2 separate regions of the Mus musculus genome follow, and region 2 is linked to region 1. Evidence: chromatin contacts called from public promoter capture Hi-C data. All regions are on one chromosome and are shown on one strand. The core of a region is the stretch at or near the end of the contact, and the rest is flanking DNA. Distances in the headings are between cores, read along the strand shown.

What was found. Promoter capture Hi-C pulls out the DNA fragments that hold promoters and counts their contacts.
Region 2: a contact with region 1 is called in a promoter capture Hi-C map of pre-B cells. The contact joins the promoter of Nav2 here to the promoter of Tmem86a in region 1. A contact is called at or near these places in 2 of 39 promoter capture datasets (cranial neural crest and pre-B cells) and 1 of 484 Hi-C or Micro-C datasets (embryonic stem cells).

What each region holds. Positions count from the first base shown.
Region 1 is chr7:47,045,310-47,052,097 of GRCm38.p6, forward strand. Tmem86a (transmembrane protein 86A) reads left to right here and starts at 5,331. Exons shown (of 3, transcript NM_026436.3): 1 at 5,331-5,492. The coding sequence starts at 5,472.
Region 2 is chr7:49,244,825-49,251,298 of GRCm38.p6, forward strand. It overlaps Nav2 (neuron navigator 2), which reads left to right and starts at 1,365. Exons shown (of 39, transcript NM_175272.3): 1 at 1,365-2,374. The coding sequence starts at 2,117.

The DNA of each region.
Region 1 (6,788 bases), core at 4,081-6,580:
CAATATATGTTTATATATGGTTGACTCAATGTTTTTCTTTGTCTGCCATTCCATTAAATGTCATTGTCCCTCAGAGCTTGGCTTGGTACTTCTTCTCTGCTCTATCAAGAGCCTTGACTGGTTAGTGGCATCCATATAGCTGTCGTTATGGCTGTTACTTATGCCCTTTATCTTAGTCAAAAGCCCAAGGAAGAACTGACTGTGACTGGAAAGGCTAGACCTCTGTCTTTATTTCTGGTCTGAGCTCTCCCCCCCCTCCCCAAGACAAGGTTTCTCTGTGTAGCCCTGGCTGTCCTGGAACTCACTCTGTAGACCAGGCTGGCCTCGAACTCAGAAATTTGCCTGCCTCTGCCTCCCAAGTGCTGGGATTAAAAGCGTGCGCCACCACGCCCGGCTGGCCTGAGCTCTTGATTGGTATCTAGTGCCTTCCAAACACCCACATTTGGCTGACATACATTCATTTCTCGTTAAAAAACTTAATAATGCTGGGTGTGGTGGCGCATGCCTTCAATCCCAGCACTTGGGAGGCAGAGGCAGGTGGATTTCTGAGTTTGAGGCCAGCCTGGTCTACAGAGTGAGTTCCAGGACAGCCAGGGCTATACAGAGAAACCCTGTCTCAAAAAAACAAAAACAAACAAACAAACAAACAAAAAACTTAATCATGATGGTACAGGCCTTCAATCCCTCTGGGATTGTAAGTGGATCTTTGTAAGTCAGCCTAGTCTATACAGTGAGTTCCTGGCCAGCCTGGGCTACATAATAAGGCACTGTCTCAAAAACAAACAGACGAAAGAAAGAAGGGAAGAAAGAAAGAAAGAAAGGAAGAAAGAAAGAAACAGATAACCCCAACAACCTTATCAACCTACTCGCATACTTCATCTGACTTTGTTGCACTTCTAGTATCTCTTCTCCAAATCTTCAGAGTAAATGGGAGGGTGTAACAGCAGGGAAGGTTCTGAAAAGCCTGTTAGATGTCTTGGGGAAGTTGGGACCAGGCCTAGAGAGCCAGAACCATGCAGAGAAGTTAAGAACAGAAAACAACTGGCATCTACTGGGCCAAGTCTAAATTCCTTACTAGAACCTTCAAGATCCTTCCTGACCTAGCTCCTCTTAGTCATTCTCCACTCTCTCAATATCTCCTCTCCAGCTCACACAATCAACCTCTCCCTCCCAGTCCCCAGTGCCACAGGTGTGTCTCCTATTCAGCGTGTCTCCTGTACGCATCTGACTCCATCTTCTGAGCGATTTGTATCCATTGCTGTTTGATCAATGAAGGCTAACTTCTTCTTCTAGATTAAGCCCCACCTCCTTCTACCGTAGCAGGTACAATGGATCACTCTGATGTTTTCTTTCATGTCACGTCTGACATACCTTTGCCCCTTCAGTTATTATTATCATTTTTTTTTCTTGAGGCTGTGTTGACTGCTCTGGTCTTGATTTTGTTGGCTCAAGGCAGCCTCCCACATGAATTGCCTGAGCATCTGGGACTGCAGGTTTCTGACACCACACCTAGCTTCATACCTCAATTACTTCAGTTGCCACATCACCGGTCTGTTTACTTGCCTGCTTGTGAACTCCATGAGTCCAGAGGCTGATCCTAATCAATATTTACAACTTCAGCATCTAAGATGATAACTGATACATATAGATTTATTGGCCAAATCAACGGTGAATAGGGTTACCTTCTTTCAGACAGGCAGGTACAGAGGAGATGACAGGGCTGTGTGAGAAGGACCAGATGACAAGTCATTTGGGGTACAGAAAAGAAGAAATGCCAGTTTTCATTAAGTCCTACTCTAGCCCTCTACTACCTGGAATAGAGAATCAAGAAAGCCTAGAACACCCTCCCCAAACTGCTGAAGAAGTTTAAAAATTGATCAAAATATATTACCCATATGGATAAAATTAGGATAAGTTCTTTCTTTGAAGGAAAACACAGTTTTTAGTGTCTGTGTCAGACAAGGCTCAGCAGCATATAACTGAAGAGGATCAATTACTACCTGTAGAGATGTGGGCAGATTAACCAAACTGTTGCTAGTATTTGGTTTTCTTTTCCCTCTTGGAATTATAGAATCCACAATAAAATGGAATGTTCACTGAACAGTGAAGATTTTTTATTCTTGGCCAAGAATAGAAATGGAAGATAAATTTGCAAAGTAGCTGCTCTAACGGCTAATCAGGAAGTTATAGCCATCAGTTAAAAACAAAAACAAAAGCAAAAACAAAAACAAGGGCGGGATAGGCTACTGAAGGACAGAAAGAGTCCTATCTTTTCTGGGGATGAATAGAAAATTTCTGGGAATTCAGATATCCCTATTTTTGTTCCATTTAAAGTTCTTTCTGGTCACCTGTCATGGTGTTGAGAGGTGTCATTTAGCACACTATCATAGGATTGTAAGAAAGTCAGAAGTCACGGGGCAGTCATCTACTATAGATCTTAAACCTGACTGGTTGGTTAGCCACCTGGAGAAGAACTTCTGGCCGTTGGGCATCTTGTCTTCAAAGGTAAGGTTAGAGCAGGGCAGAAATTCAGGGAGTTCAAGCAGGCAGAGTGAGATGAGGATTAGATAGCAAAATCAACCATTGGTCCAGAGACACACTGCCAAAGCCCATTGGTCCAGAGACAACACTGCCCAAAGCCTGAGGTTTTAGGAAGACAGCCTGGAGTTAGCCAGGGAGGAGCATAGTTTCTAGAAACGCCAGATTCTCAGCCTGGTCAGGTGGGCTTTGTCCATGTTTTCCTCCCACCCTGACAGGCTCTCAGCTGAATTCAACTAGAAGTGGGAGTCCTGGGATGCACCGTACTTAAGTCTAGGGCTTGGGCTCCCAGGGCAGAGGGAAGGACCAAGGAAATATCTGGACTGCGTATGGTGACACACATTCAGTCTCAACAGTTGGGAGGCAGAGGCAGCTGATCTCTGTATGTTTAGTGCCAGCCTAATTTACATAGAGTTCCAGGTTACCCAGAGCCATACAGTGAGACTCTGTCTCAAAACAAAACAACAAACAACTCTGAATGGGCAAGAGGGCAGTCTTAGAAGTGGCACGGAGGAGTGGTGCTATGCTTTTGTGGGCCACCTACTTATGTAATTACTTTGCCTACTGGTAGTAAAATCCTGTGAATAACATTTTTAGACCTTTTATTTTTTTGTATCTTTAGGTATTTGTATATGAAGCTTATGACAATTGGTGAATTAGTAGGGCTAAGGTAGGACATTGACTTTCTTTTTTTCTTTCTCTTGTGTAACAGAACCCTGGCTATCTTGGATTCACTATGTAGACCAGGCTGGCCTCAAACTCAAGAGATCCACCTAGCTCTGCCTCCTGAGTGCTGGGATTAGAGGTGTGTGCCACTATGACCAACAACATGTTGGTCTCCAGTAATTTTGGCTGGCCCCAACTATTAAAGTTTACGGTCTCAGGGGTTGGAGAGATGGCTTGGTGGGTTAAAGCACTGCTCTTGCAGAGGACCAGAGTTCTGGTCCCAGCAGAGTTGCCATTCGGGCAATTCACAGATGCTTGTATACCACGTCCGGGAGTTCTGACAACTCTGACCTCAACTACATTCACTCTTCCCCTAGTAAGAGAAATCCTCTTAAAAGTTCACAGTCTCATCTTTATAATTAGGCAAACTAGGGTCCAGAGAAACAAAAATGCCTGGCTTGACTACACCCTTAAGTGACATGGGAAGGTTTGTAAATGCGTGTGGTGATTTTATAACCTGTTGATGGGAGACTGAGGCTCCAAAGATGGAGTAGCGTGTGCCCAATTACACCACCAGTAAGTCCCAGGCAAGGAGGGGCCAAGTCCGTGTTGCTTTCAGTTCAATGTTCTTTCTGAGCAACACATTTGGTAATAGTGTATATGACAAAGCCTTGGGGGCAGCCATTCTCATTGCTCATTCAGATAATGTAGGTGAGAAGCTGCTAACTAGGAAAAAACATGAGTGTGCCTAGAGATTAGGCATGTGACTCCCCTCCCTCAAACCTTGACTCTCACCTTTTTTGGATGACATTTGGAATTTTCGGTTGTCAATACTGTCACTAGGAAAAGGGCTGTCCCTCTCTGAGGGGATGTCAGGTCGGTAGTTTAGGGACCAGGATGGCTGGGGAAGGCCTGGAGGGGGAAATGAAGAGAATGACCTCAGGAAGAGCTCACTGGAGAGTTCAGTATGTGTCTCTCCCTGGCCAGCACGAGGTTGGGGTCTAGTATACAGCCCTGTATCCCCATCTCAGGAGTGGCCAGCGTTCTTTGCCTTTCCAACCGCTGAAAGCTTTGTGTATATTACAGACCACATTCCTACCCTTTTGGATGTATTTGGAAACCTGCATCCCCATGTAGCCTGCTAGATAGACTTGTACTTCCCGAAACCAGGTACCTTTCCCCTTCTTCATCCTACACAACGTGTCTGGATTGAGCAGAGCCTTAGAGGTCACCCATGCATTTTACAGTTGAGGAAATCTAGGCTACAGAGGCAAAGGCTATGGAAGTGGCAAACACAGCCGCATTGCAGTCCATTTGACTCCTTGCCAATCCACCAAATTCTGAACACATACTTCTAAACATGCTTCAAACCACTAGTATTATAACCATTTTATTGTTTTTCTGGCAGCCAGTTTACACGCCTTTGGGTCTTTTGGTCACCGTTGCTGCAGCTGTGAGGGGTGTATGTTCAAGGCAACCTAGTGCCTGTAATTTGTTTACTCATTGCTGTTATGGGGTCCACATACAGGCTGCTGCTTGCTTTCATCGTGTCTTTCATGGTACGGTGAAGGATGATGGTCAACCCACAGCTCCCTTTCTGTAGCTTTATTTGTTTAGTGTACAAGTGTCCACGCGTGCTTAATGCTACTACGAGTCTATATAGTATATTGTGTGCCTGGATACATATCTCTTACCATGCTGAACGTTGAGTGTCTGTTGATCCTCTGTGTCCATTGGGACACATTGGGACATTGTCAAAGACATGTCTTAAAGGAATTGCATCCGCCTAGATGGTATGTTTAAAGGTTGACGAGAATCTGCCTTTGCTTTTTGTTCCGGTGTTAAGAGAAGATGCATCTCGCTGTGCTCCGGGTCAGTGGTGTGCCTGTCTCTTAGCCAGGCTGGCTATCCAACCTTGGGGGTCGCCGTCACGTTCCGGGATGCCCTGGCACGCCTCCCTAAGAGGCGTGGCCTGAAGGCCACGCCCACGCCCGGGGGTGGGAGGATCTCCTTTTCAACGCAGAAACAGAGGGAGCCCGGCCGGCGCCGCCAGCAGGGCTCCGCCCATACGAGGCTTCGGCCCGTTCATTGGCTGGGTCTGTGGTGACGTCGTCGGGTTCACAGACAGTACTCTGAGCGCCCAGCGCGCGGGAGGTATTGTGCTTCACCCCAGCTTTGTTCGGTCGTCTGCTCACCTGGCTCTGGGTGCGTCCTGGTGGTGCAACCCGGAGCGGGTGCCAGCAGCCGCAGCCGCAGCCGCCGCCGCCATGGTGTCTCCGGTCACTGTGGTGAGTGCGCGAGCGCGCGAGCCCGCGGCCAAGCCCCCCGGGCCTGGGACGAGGCAGCGGCAAGCCGGGCCGCCGAGGGGGGCGGAGGAAGGTGCTGTCCCCTCCGGGGAAGCGGCTGCTGTCACGGTTTTTAGCTCCTCACTCTTGTAGCGTCCCTCCTACGCGCGCCCCTCGTCTGCCCGCGGGAGGGAGGAAAACATTGTGCACGTGACTCGGAAGCGTGACTGTTGATCCATGAGTGTCTGGAGCGGGTCTGCAGGTCTTGGCCTGGAACTGGATGCTGCAGGCCCTAGGGTTCTGTGTGGTGGACCCTCAGGGAAGCATTCGAGAGGGTGCAGGGGGGTGCCGACTTCCTGGGAATGCCCCAAGTTTCTCTTAATATTGTAGGTGCAGGAGGTGACGCCTCTGTCTTAGTAACGCTGTTCAGGCGATAGGTGAAGGTGGACCTCTCTCTGTTGACCTGACCTCCTTTCCAGACTTTCTCAACTCCAGCCTTTGAGTTGTCTCTTCACACTTCTAAGGCTGGCTTCTCTGACTGTCATGATTTCACCACTTACTGCCAGTTTCTTCTAGGAAATATGGGTCTGGGGAGTAGGGGGAGGGGGAGCAAAGGTGATGTTTCTGAAGGCTGACAGGTGGAGCTGGGCATGCAAAGGTGATGTTTCTGAAGGCTGACAGGTGGAGCTGGGCATCCCTCCCCCCCCCCCCCCCCCCCGTTTCCTCCCTTTGGCCTTGCCCTCACTCTGACTATCCCTGATAAGGGAGTTTCCATGGGAAGGGAGTGTCAACTCTGCTCCCATCTCTAACCTCTGGAAAAACAAGAGCAGGCTTGTACTCTGGACCCACTATATGTCTCTTCTCTACCCTTTCCTAGTTGCATCAGGTACCTGGTTGCCAGGGGATCTAAGTGTCTTGTCCCTTCAGAGTCCTGTGTGGAGTGGCTTGCTCACACACAGTCAGAGCACTTTTGTTGGAGTATGGGTCTATAGGGAACCTCAACTGCTCCAATTCATGCTCAGAAACCCTGAACTTGCAGGCCAGGGGAAGGAGCTTCGGGAGACCACAGAACATCTGCAGAATCTCCTCCCCCTGCTCAGACTCTGCCTGCAGTGGCCTTGAGTAAAACCTTTCTTTAGCTGCCCTCCCCCTAATCCAGCTGAGACCCAGTCAGCTGGCCAACTTCCCCCTCTCAGTTCCCCATCTCCTCCCAGCCTGTCTGCTGGCTCCAGATCAGAAGCCCTCCCCACCCCCCTTCCTGTCTCTGGTGCCTCAAGTTGCTCTTGTTCTCTGGGAAAG
Region 2 (6,474 bases), core at 115-2,614, 2.2 Mb after region 1:
GGAATCAGACAGATTCTGGCAGATGCGGAGCGAGCAAACTGCCCACCACTGAGCTACATCTCCAGCTCCTTTTTACATTTTATTTGAACAAAGAGGATCATTAAATTGACCTCAACCTGGGATCCTCCTGCCTCAGCCTCTAAAGTAGCAGAAATTACAAGCTTACACCCCCATTCCTGGCCACATTAGAGTTTTGCCAGGTAAGTTTGAGAATGATATAGCCCATATCATTAGGATGAGTGAAATTCAACCCTATGGATGTTACAACTTCAGGCTATAGGATAGGAAGAAAGTGACAACATCTGTCCTAGACACAGAAAAGTGGCTTAAAGAGATGACAGTGGGACATACTCCGGTGGGTTCATTAATAATAAAGACAGATTTTTTTTTTCTGGTCCCCTACACTGCCAGACACTATCTCATTTAGCTGGGCAGTGCTTTTAGGGAAAAGTACTCAAACCTCCACTTGACTTGCATGAGACACAGTGTTAGGTCTATAAAGATGGAGGAACTTCCCAATTCAAATCCAAACTGATCTCTAAGGTGGGTGTCCTTGAAGATCAGCCCCATGCACCCTGTCTGCACTTTCTATTTTCCCTTCAGTCCTCAGACCCTGAGTCAGAGAGAGAAAGGAAGGCCTTCATGAAACCATGAAACCAGGGCAGGTTTAGCCTCAGCCTGCCCGGGTCACCAAGCCACTCTAATTACAGTCTGTGGTAGGTGGCAAGGAGGAGCTGTCTTGGGGCGCGAAGCTTCCCCGGCCATTGTATCAGCCTATAAATATTTCAAATACTTAAGTGCAACGTGCAACCTTTGAATGTCGCAGAGGAAGCTGTTGGGACGCCCCTGAGCCCACCCGGAAAGAAGAAATGGCTGGAGTGTCCTTCAGGCGGGGGACAAGGAGACCCGCCCAGTCATTCCCAATGGAGGTGCAGAGAGGTTGGGGCGTGCCTCCGGAACCCGCAAACCGTTGAGATGACCCGAGCGATTTGAAAAAGAGAAACTGATTTCCCCAACACATGCCTGGGGGTGGAAGGAGGCGGGAATCTACAACCCAACGGCGTTTTCAAAGGCGGCTCCGGGGACGCAGGGGTGGCGGCCCGCGGGGAGGCGCGCGCCGGGGCCGTGCCGCAGAGCGGCCACCAGCTCGCTTTGTACTTGCGGCCAAGCGCGGCCCCAGAGTTTCGGCGGCGGCCCCGCGGAGTTGAGGCCACGCCCCCTTGCAGTGCGAGTCGCGACCGCGGATTGGTCCGCGGCTAACCAATAGGCGCGCGGGAACGGCCCGGGCTGTCAGCGCGCGCCGCAGCCGGTCCTCCCCTGCGTCCAGCCCTGCAGCCCGCGCTGCCTTCCCCCGAGCTCAGCTTAGCGCAGCGCTGCCAGCCTGGCCAGCTGCGCGTCCTGGTGCCCGCGCTCTGTCACCACCGCCGTGCTGCGCTGGAGCGCACGGAGCATGGCCAGAGCCGCAGAAGCTCAGGTGCTTGGTGTTCGAGGGGCTTGTGAGCATCGGTGATCGGCTGTCACGCCCAGACAGACCTGTCTGCGGAGATCGCCCAGAGTCTGCCTAGGCGCGGGTGACCCTGTGGCGCGTTTGCTGGGTGACAGCCGCTTCGCGGTTGATACGTCTTGGGCTCCGTGCGTCCTCCGTCTCCCCATCCTCTGCTCTTTTGCTCCAAGGTTCACACCCGCAGGCTCCAGAGCGCGACGTGTGCGTCCCCGTAGCCGGTGTCTCTTCCTAAGGAGCCTTCTCACTTCGGAGACGCAATGACAAGTTAATATGGGCGTCCACGCCTCGGTTTCCCAGGAGAAGAATTGCCAGAGGCAGCGGTCCCCGAGAACCCAGAGCTTCTGAACAGGCCTCCCGCTGCGACATCCGCGCAGGTGGGACCTGCTGAGGGCAGTGACTAGCCCGCCACCCGGCAGGCGCACTCGCAGGATTTCCCCAGTTCCCCGACCCGGGGATTCTGTTTTTTGGGTTTTTTTTTTTTTTTCTTCCACTGTTGGTGGGCGCCTCGCGGGCCGAGGCCCGGCGCCTACTCGGCTGCCCGCGCTGCCTTTAGCGGTCGCCTCCGCCGCCGCTGCCAGGGACGTGCTGGGAAAGCCAAAGCCCCGGGAGAAGATGCCGGCCATCCTGGTAGCCTCCAAAATGAAATCGGGACTGCCCAAACCCGTGCACAGCGCCGCGCCCATCCTGCACGTGCCCCCGGCCCGGACTGGTCCTCAGCCCTGCTATCTTAAGTTGGGAAGCAAGGTGGAGGTGAGCAAGACGGCCTACACTAGCCAAATCCCCCTGAAATCGCAGGGGCTGCAGGAGCCGACGGGGGAGGGGCTCCCGTTGCTGAAGAGCAGCTCTCTGGAGAACGGGTTCGATACCCAGGTGAGCAGTGCTATGTGCTGGGGCACTATTACAGGGTGGGAGTGATGGATGATCCTTCATGAGGGAGGAGGACGGTTGCCTTGAGGAGAGGCTACCATAATGTGATTGGAGAGAGGAAGCATACCCCTTATGCTGCCAGATTGGAAGGATACATTGGTCAGTGGGTGTGGCCAGGAGGGGTTTAGCTGGCCAGGGTGCCAGAGGCTCTCCCGGGGAGCTCTGCAAAGCTAAGGCGTGCTGGCAGCCAGCTGCTTCTATGGGGCTGGAGCAGGTGTAGGGGTGCTTTCAAAAAAATGCATGCTGACATTGGAAATGTTAAGGGCCATCAGTGCCGAGCGCTTGGCCCCAAGAGGATGGGTATCTGCTGTTGTGATGTGTGTCTATACTCAGGTTGTAACCCCAAGGAGTGGCCTGGTGCCTTGATGGGTTGGGTACTACCTGGCTCAGCTGTGAGATCTAGGACAAGGGATACTGAGTGGTTGCCCTGAACTTAACCCTCCTCCTAGCTTGAAGATGGCTGGTCTCTGCCCCATCATTAGGGAGAAGGGATTCTGGCCAGGTGCTGCCAACTGCTAGCTGCTACAGACTCCTAGTAACTGGGGTGGCTTGGCTGTCTCAGAATGGCTGCTGTAGCTAAGCCCCTCCTTCTTGGGTAGTCTATGCTGCCAGCGTTGGTATCTCTGGTGATTAGGGAGGTGATGGTGTGGGTAAGAGCATGGCTGAACGAGAAACGGTGACTTCTACCTTTCCTGGCAGAGCAAGCAATCCCCCTACTGGGCTGGGTGACAGGCCCTGGCCATGCAATCTCTTTTAAGGAAATCCTTAAGGGCCAATCAGTTTCTCTTGGACTCCTGCCTTCCCTGCCGCCTTCCCCCTCTTCTGGCAGGAGGGAGCAGGGCCATGCTGTATTTTCTTGGCTGCCAGTCAGCAGGGACTTTTAGGGACAGGCTGACCTGACTGTTGTGGCTGTCCCAGTCCGGAGAGGAGAAGCCGGGAAGCCAGAAGGGGAGGCAGTCTTGAGTTGGTATAGGGCCAAGCAGCAACAGACCAGACGACCTTTTGGGCACCTACTTTCCCTGATCAGAGGTTAACGCTCAACACATTCCTAACCTTTCTGAGGGAGGAGCTGGGTCTAGAAGCTGCTCAGAGGCAGACTGTTGGAACTCAGAGCCGGAGAAGGCCCCCTCCCCACACAAGCTCCCGCACCCGCCCATCAGCGGGTGTCTCTCTTGATGCTGCACTTGCTAAACATTTTTGGAAGCTGACAGCCCTGACGGATGGTGTGTGGGAGGAAGGCAAGATCTCCTCCAGTGCTCCTGGGTCCTGGCTCTGCTAGGCCGTGTGCTCTGCTCTTTTTCTTAGAGCTACAGGCCTTGTCCAGAGGGCTCTGAAATGAGGGTGAGCACCAGGGTGCCTCCTTCCTCTGTGGGGGGTGAAGTGGGTGGTGTTTTGGAACAGCGACTGGGAATGTGACACATGCCCTCGGGCCCGATGAGGAGGACCGTAGGAATGAAGGGAAGGCAGACGCTGGGCTCATTCATAGCCAGACTCCTGCCTGCTAGTGCCCAGTTGACCCTTCAGCTGAGGAACAGTGGCAGAGGATTGCCATGAGCAGGCTCTGAGAAGGTGATTCACCACTCTCTCCATTAAGAAAAAAAAAATTTTTTTTCACTCTTAGACATCTCCATGAGTGGCTAACTTGGCCCTACTCCCTGGAGGCGCTGTTTCCCTCTGTCCCCATCACCCCACATTCCACCTCTCTTACTCTCCATGGGCATCACGAGGGTGGTTTGGATGGATGGCTCAGGAAACTGGCCACCTTCCAGTGGACAGCCCTGGCTTCCCAGCGGGCCCCTCCTTGCCAGCCCCTGAGTCTCCTAGGAGCTCTTCCATGTAGCGTGCACTCATAGCCCCACCCTGACATCAAAGGGGCTTTGGCAAAAGGATTTTGCCTTCTTTGAACAGGGTATCCCCATGGTGACAGACAGCGCACATCCACCCTCGATTATGGCTTGAGGACTGGGGCTGACTTAGCACCTGGTAATTTCCTGCTCCCAAACGTAATGTTTATCATTACAAGACACTCAGGAAATGATGAACTCCATGGAGCCGTTGCCTCTCTTTTATTTGGGGGATTTTGGGGCAGGAGACTGGCTGGGTTGCAGGGTGACTGACAGTCCAGGTTTTAAAGTGTTGGTTATCAGTGGTACCTTCTGTCTGACCTATGCTTAGCTCAGTAGCCTAGTCCATTAACTAACTACTCCCCTGGGCCTCAGTGATTCCACCTGTTAAAAAAAATGGGCACAGGAATTATGAGTATTAAGAAAAACTTAGTATTCTTTACATGAGAAAAGGTGGAGCCTCTAAGAAGAGGCCAACCTGTTCACGAGCATTGACAGGCCTCTGACTCTGCCTGGCACAGTACCAGGCGCTGTGAGAGGGAGGTGGGGGATGGGGTGAGCTGTGGAATGCCTGGTGTGTTAGGTTCTCATTGGCCTCCACAGGAGCACTTAGAATAAGTGTGGTGTATGTGTCCACATCCTACCATATGTCCTAAGATAACAAAGTAAAGAAGGCACCCTTGCCTTGTACTTCCTAGGTGTCAGGGATTGTTCTGGGTTTTTTTTGCACAAAATAACTCTCTTTTATTCTCTTAACAATCTGGTGAGATAAGGGTGATTGTTCCCATCTTACACATGAGGAAATGAAAGGTCAGTGGCCTCACGAGCAGCAGAGTCAGTAGCATTTGAACTGGAACCCCTTACCTGTCATGCTAGACTCGGGGAGCCACAGCGGCTGCTGGTCAGCTCCAGACCTTGAGGCATCCCGGCCACAGATGTCACCACTGATCCACGCTGTCCAGCGTGGCAGAGCAGATATCTCAGCTCAATCAGGTGCCGGACCAGTGCCGTGCACGCCCACTCTCCAGCATTGTCTCTCATGCTGCTGCAGAGCTGAGGACAAGACTTGGCAGCCTGGATCGTAGGCGTGACGTCTGTTTCCAGCAGAGGGCAGCACTGGGAGAGCTAAAGATGTGCTGGGCCTGAGGAGTCAAGATGCTGGAAGGAAGGCTAGTAGCTCAAGGGCTGGAGAAGACCAGGGGGCTCACAGGGGAGGAAGGAGATGAGCTGGGCCCCAGCAGTGGACAAGAGTGCCCAGTGTGGGGGGAGGAGAGGAGGAGGAGAAAGAGGAAGAAGAGGAGGAGGAGGAGGAAGGAGGAAGAGGAGAACAAAGGAGAGGAGGCTGAGCTACCTTTCGCAGTGCAGAGCCCAAGTGGATGCTCCCTCGTACATGTTCTACGTTGAGCATTTTCCATTTTAGGTCAGGGTATGAGAAAGCGCAGAGGCTTGGCAGTGGATGTTCATGTTGGCTTCTGTCGGAGGGTACCTGAGAAGCTGTGGAGCCGGTGGCGTCTCCTTCAGGACCTGGCTCAGAACTGACCCTTGGGAAGCAACACAGATGACTGTCCTTAGCGTGGGCAAAGCGTTCTTGTTTTTGTCTTTTGGGACAGGGTCTCTCACTCTGTAGACCTGGCTGGCCTTGAACTCACAGTGACCCACCTGCTTCTGCCTGCATAGTGCTGGGATGAAGGGCATGTGCCACCACGCCCGTTTCGGTTTACTCGGTGACTTACCAGTCATCTGCTCATCCCCACCATCAATGACTTGCAAGCCAACAGCTGTTAGAGGGGTCAGCCTTTGCCTCCTCTCCTGGAGCCTCCTACAGACCCGCAGCTCGCTCTCAACCTCCAGCGGAAGCTGCTCTGCCTCAGTCAGGTCCCTCTGACCCTCTTCCTGCTACTGTGCCACCAGGGCCTTCCTGAGAGGACATGTGTTCTGGTCTCTCATGTGTTGTGAACTGGGACCCCATGTAAGTGATCATTTTAGACATACGCTCTGTGTTAGACTACAAGGCTCTGGCCAGTATTCAGGCAAAGACCTCTTGGGGTAAGGACAGGGTTAGCCTTTTTTTTTTTTTTTTTTTTTTTTAAAGAAGCAGTTGCAGGGGGAAGAGATGATTCACATGATACTTTGATATTTCCTGTTTTTAGGAGCTCGTGTTCAGCCTGCAACTTATTTCTTAAAAAAAAAAAATTAGAA